Regions from separate parts of the Mus musculus genome. Here region 1 is linked to region 2. A link is a contact called in public promoter capture Hi-C data. All regions are on one chromosome and are shown on one strand. Each heading gives the region's core, a stretch centred on a gene start, on an enhancer-like site or on the middle of the called end of the contact. The rest is flanking DNA. Distances are from core to core; before and after follow the strand shown. Region 1 has its middle 54 kb from the start of Lamp2. Region 2 holds the start of Zbtb33 (zinc finger and BTB domain containing 33).

Evidence for each region. Promoter capture Hi-C pulls out the DNA fragments that hold promoters and counts their contacts.
Region 1: a promoter capture Hi-C map of liver shows a contact between it and region 2. The contact joins the enhancer-like site here to the promoter of Zbtb33 in region 2. A contact is called at or near these places in 5 of 39 promoter capture datasets (the 3T3-L1 cell line, the C10 cell line, cranial neural crest and 2 more), 1 of 484 Hi-C or Micro-C datasets (liver), 1 of 115 datasets of contacts at active chromatin or transcription factors (stem cell-derived neural progenitor cells) and 1 of 9 other capture datasets (liver).

Annotation. Positions count from the first base shown.
Region 1 is chrX:38,400,273-38,404,534 of GRCm38.p6, reverse strand. It overlaps a transcript of Lamp2 not described here. Among named protein-coding and RNA genes, the nearest start is that of Lamp2, 54 kb to the left of the region's middle. Within about 2 kb of position 2,279, at least 9 of the 459 cell types and tissues checked have an H3K27ac peak or open chromatin away from gene starts, as enhancers often do. A contact at or near this core is called in liver, where this site is marked.
Region 2 is chrX:38,188,145-38,192,662 of GRCm38.p6, reverse strand. It overlaps Zbtb33 (zinc finger and BTB domain containing 33), which reads right to left and starts at 2,870. Exons shown (of 2, transcript NM_020256.2): 1 at 2,581-2,870; 2 at 1-448. The coding sequence starts at 446.

The DNA of each region.
Region 1 (4,262 bases), core at 1,030-3,529, 210 kb before region 2:
AATTTGTCTGTAGCTCTGGCTGATCTGGTAGTTGCTATGTTGTCCGGGCTGGATTCAAGCTCAGATCCATCTGCCTTGGCTGGCTAAATAAGGGTCACAGGCATGTGTTACCATGCCCATCCCGGGCTTTTAAGAAAATGGTTTTTTTTTTCAGCACTACAGACGGAAGGGGTTCAAACAGTTAACCGTTCCCCTCGCTCTCGTCCTCTTTGGATGCCTGGTTAGCACTGAAGGATAGAGGATTCTATGAACTAATTAGGACAGATTGTGTTGTGTTTCTCTACCTCATCTTGTTGATCTCTGGAGCATTAAAATCTATTTAGTGTTGTCATCAGACTGGTACTTATGAAATGTAAGCTAACAGCAATCTCAGAAGGGAGGCAATGAAGCACAGCAGTTATGCTCTTGCTTCTCCAAGACAGCCGCGGTGGGGCACAGCTCTGAGGGGGTGGAGAAAGAGGCTGTTGGCATCCAAATGAGCTAGGCAGATAGTCCAGATTGAAACATTTTCCTGGTAAAAGTGAAGTGCTGATGGAATACATAAATAAATCAAGGGATTTAACAGATGAGACCATGTACACACTGAAATGATCATTAATTCATTTTAATGTGTATATTGGCTTGCTCAGAGTTTCTGTCACGTACTAATTAACAGTGAAAATGTGTTTAGGTATCCAGCTGTCAGTGTCTGTTAAGGAGCTTTCTGAAAAACAGTAGTCCTCCAAAAAAAAAATAGGCTAATTGTAGTTATTGAAATCGACATTATGTTTTCAGAACCATGACAACGTTTGTGTGAGTGACAAAAGTGTGAGAGAAAAATCTCAGATAACACAAAACATTATAATTTATTCATGGCTCTAGCCTTGTACTGAAAAGACCTTAGTGATTAGGTACTCCTTAAGTCCAGAGCTGTGTGAAAAGGGATGTGACTTCCTCAATGTTACATGTTCAGCAGCAATGAAACCGTTAGTATTTGGATTAAATTCTCAATAAAATGTAATCATTCAATAGTAAAATGTTGATTGATTAAAACTTGAGCTCCTGGGTCCAAAGGTGGCATTTTGAGAGCTGACTTGCTTCAGTCGTTTTGAAATAATGAATGCAGGCCTTCTCAGTCGTCCACTAAGACACAACTGTTAGGATTCCTGTGTTGTCAAAACTCAAGCCTCTTTGGATCATACACACAGGAGGAAAAGGGAAGGGGCTGAGTAATTGTGGCTCACTTGCTGTGACCCAGGTTCTTTAAAACATATTGAATTCTCAAGTACTATATAATGGAAGCATTCGTGGAAGGGAGGGAGGCCCAGCTTAGATAACTTGGCAGTTTCCCTAAGTTAGTTATTACTTCAGAGTCTGATTTCCAATTCAGTTACGTCTGGGGGTCAGAGTTTAGTGTCCACATTGCTCATGCTGTGCTCTGGTGATTCCATAGGACGGACTCACATGCCTTTGATGCTGCTATTCTTCACCACGACCATCAGTTAGTTGGAAAGAATTATTTGTAACCCGTGAGCTACCTAATGCTTATGTGGAAAAAACAAAACAAAACATTAGCTGGAGAGATTACTAAGCATATTTATTTGTTGGTCTTGTGGAGGACCTGAGTTTGACTCTGAGCACCCACCTGTAACTTCAGTTCTGCGGATGAGATGCCCTCTTCTGGCCTCCAGGGCACTAGATGCATGTGGTCCATAGCCATACACATAAGTGAAATACCTGCATAATAAGATCAAATAAATCTTTAAAAAGCTAGAACCCACCTTGATCCTGTCTTTTACTTGACTAGAAGCCCCCACCCCACCCCCATGTGCTTGGTATGGAACCCAAGAGCCTTAGGCATGCTAGACAAGCACTCTAGCACTGAGCTAGCTTCTCTTTCCCACTTAACACTTTAAGTCTAGATGTGGCAGGGGGGAAAGGAAGAGGAGATGCAGAGGCAGTAATTTCCCTAATGCCATCAGGCAACTCTGAAGTTGTATAAGCAAGTACTATAACTCAATATTGTATAAGCTTAATTCAGAGTTTGAACCATTTCCCAGTTTCCCTTTCTGTACTGAGAATTTTTTTTTTTTTTACATGAAAAGTTAAACAGTGGTCTTGCTGTGAAATGTTCGGGTGGATGTTGATTAAGTAATACTCCAAAGAAAATGATAGCACGTGTCTCTGCTGTCAATGCTTCATGTTTGCTTCTTCCTCCCATTGTATTCTTTACTAATTGGCTCTCTCTGCTGTCTCTCTGTTCTTTTCTAACAGCTGAGGAATGTGCTGCTGACTCTGACCTCAACTTTCTTATTCCTGTTGCAGTGGGTGTGGCCTTGGGCTTCCTTATAATTGCTGTGTTTATATCTTACATGATTGGAAGACGGAAAAGTCGTACTGGTTATCAGTCTGTCTAATCAAGCCAGTCTCGTGCTTCCATTGGCCAAAAGCCAGGAATTGCTGTGCGATAAATCGGATCCACAGACTGACTTCAGTGAGTTGCAAGCTGGCTTGGGCATGAGTAGAACTTTAAAAATGGATTAGGACCAGTCTTTATTTCTGCCATTTTCTTCTCTGTTCATTAAGATGTAATTTAAAGAAAACTTACAACTTAGACTGTCTTTTTAAAGTACATAATTTTAAGCATCTGGATCCAATTTTGGAAGCATTTCTACCGAAGTATAATTTTATATGTTGCACTTAGTTGTATTTTGCTACTTTGATGTTATTTGCAAAATCAGAACTGAAAGAGGATGTCACTTGCTTCCCAAAATAAGTTTTGAAACGTTATAGTTCATCTTCTTTGAAGACAAACATAAAACTTAGCTCATAAAAGGAATGACTTTCTGTACCTTCTAAGGAGAATTGTTTAAATCTGTGTAATTCTGTTACTTTAGAAAGGGGTCTCGGGGCTGGAGAGATGGCTCAGTCATTGAAGGCTAGGCTCACAACCAAAAATAAAAAGAGGTCTGGGATGTAACCCAGTGATACTGCATGCATATATGAAGTTCTGGGTTCCAGCCTCACAACTTAAAAGTAGCATCTAAAACAGACTACACTCAACAGAAAAATCTGCCTATTTCTCCATTACTTTCAGAGCTACTATATTTTAAGAAGGAATTGTTTGCTTATTTTTTTGGCTTTGGCAGTTTGGGGTGTATTGATTATATTAAACCTGATATTTCTACTGCAAGATGAAGCAATACTGTTCGTGTTTTTTTTAAGGTGTTGATTTAGAATGGCCTATTTTTTAAGGGTATAATTTAGAATTGTTTCCCAGCTTTAACTTGTTCAGAAAGTTAATTTATCCTGCACTAACAAAAAGAAAAACCCTTCTGTACACTTTTGTGCCTCAGTGAGTTCAAGAATTGATATTTCTAATGCATTGACTTTTCTTCTCCTGGTACCAAGTGCTAACTGTGGAATCTAGTGGACGCTGACATGTCGTCTGTCAGGTGGCTGCCTAACCAAAGCTCACCTGGGATGATCTTACAAATGTATTGATTTTGATAGAGTCTTGTATCCCTGTCGGGGCCATGAGTGCCTGTGGCTTCTGGAGTAAGGTCCTAGACACTACGTCTCCTTGTGTTTGTTGGATTCTTTAGCCACTGAGTTACTTTGGGTGTTTAATGCTGTGCATGTTTATGCCCCACATGCCAGCTTTGCACACCTGATACTAGCACGAGGCAGATGTTGAATTTTCTCGAGCTATTTTCTCTCTACTGAGAACTGAAGAGTCCAAAGATCTGTTTTCACTTCAGAGATTTTAGTTAAGCCTAAAATAGTAATCTTAAGTCCAAGTCAGTGGTTTTCAACCTCTGGATTTTGACCCCATTAACAAACCCCTGTCTCCAAAAATATTTACATTACAATCTGTAACAGTAGCAAAATTAGTTATGAAGTGGCAACAAAAATGTTTTGGGATGGGGGGGGGGTCAACAGAAAGGGTTGCAGCATTAGGAAGGTTGAGGACCACTGGGCTAAGTGATGTTAGTTTGATAGCAGATCCCATGATCAAATCCCAATCTACCTCTGAGCATACTGCAGCTGCTCACCACTGTGCTGCTGCCACGAGCTGATGCCAGGCTATTTTACCATTAACTGCAGTTCTGAAATCCTATTAAAAAGAAAGCAGGTTTGCCAAGATGCTTTCCTGCTATCTTATCTCTGTCTATCTCAAAAGCAAAGACACCCAACTGTGTAGAATTGTGGGTAACTCAATCCCTCTCCACTTGCTCTAATAGATACAGAACGGCTTTTAACAAAACGTCCTCCAACGGCTT
Region 2 (4,518 bases), core at 1,621-4,120:
ATGTCAAGGCTTTTGTCACTAGAACTAGAAGGTAAGGTCTCAGCAGTACCATCCTGTTCTGTACCTGATATGCTTTTAACCTGTGACAGTGGGACACCAAGCTCTGCTATAAATTTCACGCCTAGTAACTGCCCTGATTTAATTAACTCGTCAAGCAAATCTGCTCTAACACGGACAACTTTGGAACTGTAGATATAGTTCAGAATTTCTGCAAAAATCTCAGCTCTTATAAAGCTTAGTTCAACAACTTGCCCAGCAACTGAGAAGAGCTGATGGAAGTATGTACTCGAGGCTGAAAGGATGTTCCTATGGGCCCGGAATTTTCGGTCTTCCACAATAACAGTAACATCACAAAAGAGACCATGGCCACGCTGTTCATTCAAGGAGTTCAGCAGACTGGCAGAGTACTGAATGTCTGTAGCAGAAATCAGTTTTCTACTCTCCATGCCTATAAGGGAAAGAGAAGAGGGAAAGAGGGGAGGATTAGGGAGGGAAAAACCCCAAAGTACCTGACTATTCGAAATGTGAGGCATAGGTATGGTAAACAGTTTACATTTTAGTCAATATTTGGTGTAAATCTTGACCTTTAAACATGCTCTTACATACACTAGCTTTTGACTGTGTGTCAAATCTTAGGACTTACTCTGAGAAATGTCAAGAAACTTTGAAATTGCCATGCAGATCTGAACAATAATCTCCTTGGTCGCCTTCCTTTGAAATTCAGGAAAATGCATTTCCACTAATCACCCTTTTAAACTTAGAATTCACTTTCCTAGTCCCAACTTTACTTCATTTTTCCTCAAGAGATAAGAATTTTTCATTTTAAGAAAAATCTTCACCATTAAGCATATGAATTACTTCTTCAAATGCCAGAAAAGTTTAGTGTGTTTAATATTTAGTCTGAAATTTATACCCTTCAACTTCACCTCTAATCTTATTAGTTACATCCTATTCAAAAGTTCACCCTCACAGCCAAGGCCAATTACGGACACTGACAATTAGCGCCTCACAATTTCCCATTATTTCTACCTACCCCTTATCCTTCTATTCTGCCTTGCACTTTGTAGAGATGCAGCGTTAGACAGAGTGCCAAGTGAAGTCAACACATACTCTAGTGAAGAAACAAACAGAAAGGGAGAGCGCCCCTCCTCGGTGCCTATTTACATAAAAACTGCAAACATATGTTGTTGGTAAAGAATGATGTTCACTTGTAGAAGACCCAGTTCTCTTCAAAGGAGTCAGTGCAAGCAAAAACAGTAACTAGTTACAACAGAGAAGCAGGCAACTGTTGCTGCTGTGGGACACTCCAAACACTTTCTTTTGGCATTTCACGGAAGCTATTGAGTTCAGAGTGCATCTGAAGTGCAAAGGACCCATATGCATATTAAAATACTTATAAGCACAAAACACATGTTATACAAATATTATATATTAACCATTCCTTGCTAAGTACATTTGGTAGAGAATTATTTTATTAATAAGTTACTAAAGAATGTCACTGTCACCTGGTACTTACACACACACACACAAACACACACACACACACACACACACACACACACACATGCTCACATATAAACACACAAGGGAGGCATGAGTATCTCTGTATTTAAAACATCATAACTTTAAAAGTCTAAAAGCCAAAAATTAAAACCATGTTAGCTACTCCATTTTAACAGCACCAAGGAATTACAGGCAATCACAAAGGCATTCATCACAAAGTGTGACCTTTAGACAATCTGCCAACAATCCAAAACATGAAGGTTTCAACAGAAACCACTTTCAAGTGGAGAGATTTCTGTATATGGCCACATGATTTTTATAATTGGAAAATAAGGGTTTTTTTTTTCCAACATGGGAATGATTCAAATGTAGGTGTCTAGGTGATACTGGGACCTGGTTTCATTTTGATTAGGTATCCAGCTGGTCAGGGTTAGCCCAGGATCACCCCAAGTGGGTCTCAAACCTTTCCTCCCCAGAGATTTGCGACCTGCCTACGGAAAAGGCATCTCATAGCATTGTGTAACACATCTTTGGTTGTTGGCTGGTTTAGAAGGCTGGTGACAGTAGGGAAGAGAAAAATGCCACGGGCCAGAGGGGGGGAAACAAACCAACACTACAGGGCTCCCTGCAGCTGTTGTCCATCTCTCCCTCTTCCACCATCTCCCTCTTCTTCCTTTGAACTTTGGTGCAACTGAGCTTTTAAACGTCAATTCACGTGAAAACACAAACAGGGATGGCGATGCAAACAGCAGAACGAAGGCAGGGGGGTTGAGGGGTGTTGAAGAAAGTAGGCCTAGCTCCTAAGGGTACTCTGTTGGGGGTAGCGGGCCATGCGAAGCCGGAAGCATTGTTGTGTCCAAAGAAGGATCTAAAGAGGAGGATGGGCCCCATAGTAAAGCTCAATCAAACTAGTAGGGAGGTGGGAAAAGAGCCCCCTTCCCCGCCCCCCAAAGCGGACGAATGGAGAGGGAGAAAGCCAAGTGGGTACTTGGCGGCGTCCCCCACGCCCTAAGGCTTATGCAAGGGTACCGGGTGCCTCTGGCACTGGACAGAGAAGGGGACCACGCCGCGCCTTACCGGTTCTCTTGGTAGAGCTCCGGGACCCACACAAAGAAAGAGCAGAGGAGCCAAGGCCTCGGGCTCCGCTGCTTCCTGGTTCAAGCGAGGCGGCCGCAAGCGTAGGCGCGGCCAGGGCATGGAAGGCGTAGGCGGGCTCCGTCTCCCGGGCCCGGTGCCCAGCCCACTCCTCACCTGCTCCGCGGCGGCCGCTTTCTCCTCCTCGGGGCCGAGGCAGGGTCAGAGTCCTACCCCAAGCAGCCGGACTCCGCAGCGCCGCTGCTGCCGCTTTAAATGTCGCTCCAGTTTCCGCCGACGTCAAAGCGGCTTCCACGGACGCGGCTCGGGCGCCGGGCTCCGCCGACAGAGGGCGCAGCGTGGGAGGCGTGGCTTCCTCGCCTTCCTCTTCCGAGAGCAGCCCGGGGTTGTCCGGAAGAGCGCGAAGCCCGCCTTCGGCTCTTTCCGTGACTGCGAAGCATTTTTCTAAGTGTTCTGTGATTCTCTTAAGAGCTCGGCTCCGTGAGACAGACAAAGATCCGATGACACTGTTAGGAGTGGCAGGGAGGCTAGTCTTGTTTGTTCAAACTCCCTTAAGTCCCGAGGGCTTAAAAATGTTCAGAGGTTGTATAAATTCCAGTTCTTTTGCATGTTTGAAGTCTGCCCTGTTAGCCTGTTGCTTGGATAACAAGCCACCTTGAATACAATCTGCATACTAAAATTTAACTCATACTAATTCAAATTGTAGGATAACAAGAAAACCACATTACACTGTCTACTTTTAAGAAGAAACCTGTGTTCTGATAACTCTTGTTAATCGAATGTTAAATGGTGCATGCAATATCTTGTTAACTGCATATCTATTAACATAGAGATCACATTTGATCTGCAGCAAATATACTCCAGGCCCTGTGGGATAGAAAAGCAGATAAGACAAGTTTCTCTCATTTCAGAGGGCTCGGCAGGTACATACACACGAATAAAAGTATTTTAAAAGTATAGAACTACAGAGAAGGAATAACAAACCAAATAGTGTCAAATGAGCCCTACCTTGAAAGGCAATAATATTTGTATTGTTTATCATTATTTTTTAAAATATTTTTTATTATGTATTTTCCTCAATTACATTTCCAATGCTAGCCCAAAAGTCCCACACACACCCCCCCACTCCCCTACCCACCCAGTCCCACTTTTTGGCCCTGGCGTTCCCCTGTACTGGGGCATATAAAGTTTGCATGTCCAATGGGCCTCTCTTTCTAGTGACGGCGACTAGGCCATCTTTTGATACATATGCAGCTAGAGTCAAGAGCTCCAGGGTACTGGTTAGTTCATAATGTTGTTGCACCTACAGGGTTGCAGATCTCTTTAGCTCCTTGGATACTTTCTCTAGCTCCTCCATTGGGGGCCCTGTGATCCATCCAATAGCTGACTGTGAGCATCCACTTCCGTGTTTGCTAGGCCCCGGCATAGTCTCACAAGGGACAGCTATATGAGGGTCCTTTCAGCAAACTCTTGCTAGTGTATGCAATGGTGTCATCGTTTGGAGGCTGATTATGGGATGGATCCCTGGATATGGCAGTCTCTAGATGGTCCATCCTTTTGTCTCAGCTCCAAACTTCGTCTATATAACTCCTTCCATGGGTGATTGTTCCCAATTCTAAGGGGCAAAGTGTCCACACTTTGGTCTTCATTCTTCTTCAGTTTCATGTGTTTTGCAAATTGTATCTTATATCTTGGGTATACTAAGTTTCTGGGCTAATATCTACTTATCAGTGAGTACATATCATTTGAGTTCTTTTGTGATTGTGTTACCTCACTCAGGATGATGCCCTCCAGGTCCATCCATTTGGCTAGGAATTTCATAAATTCATTCTTTTTAATAGCTGAGTAGTATTCCATTGTGTAAATGTACCACATTTTCTGTATCCATTCCTCTGTCGAGGGGCATCTGGGTTCTTTCCA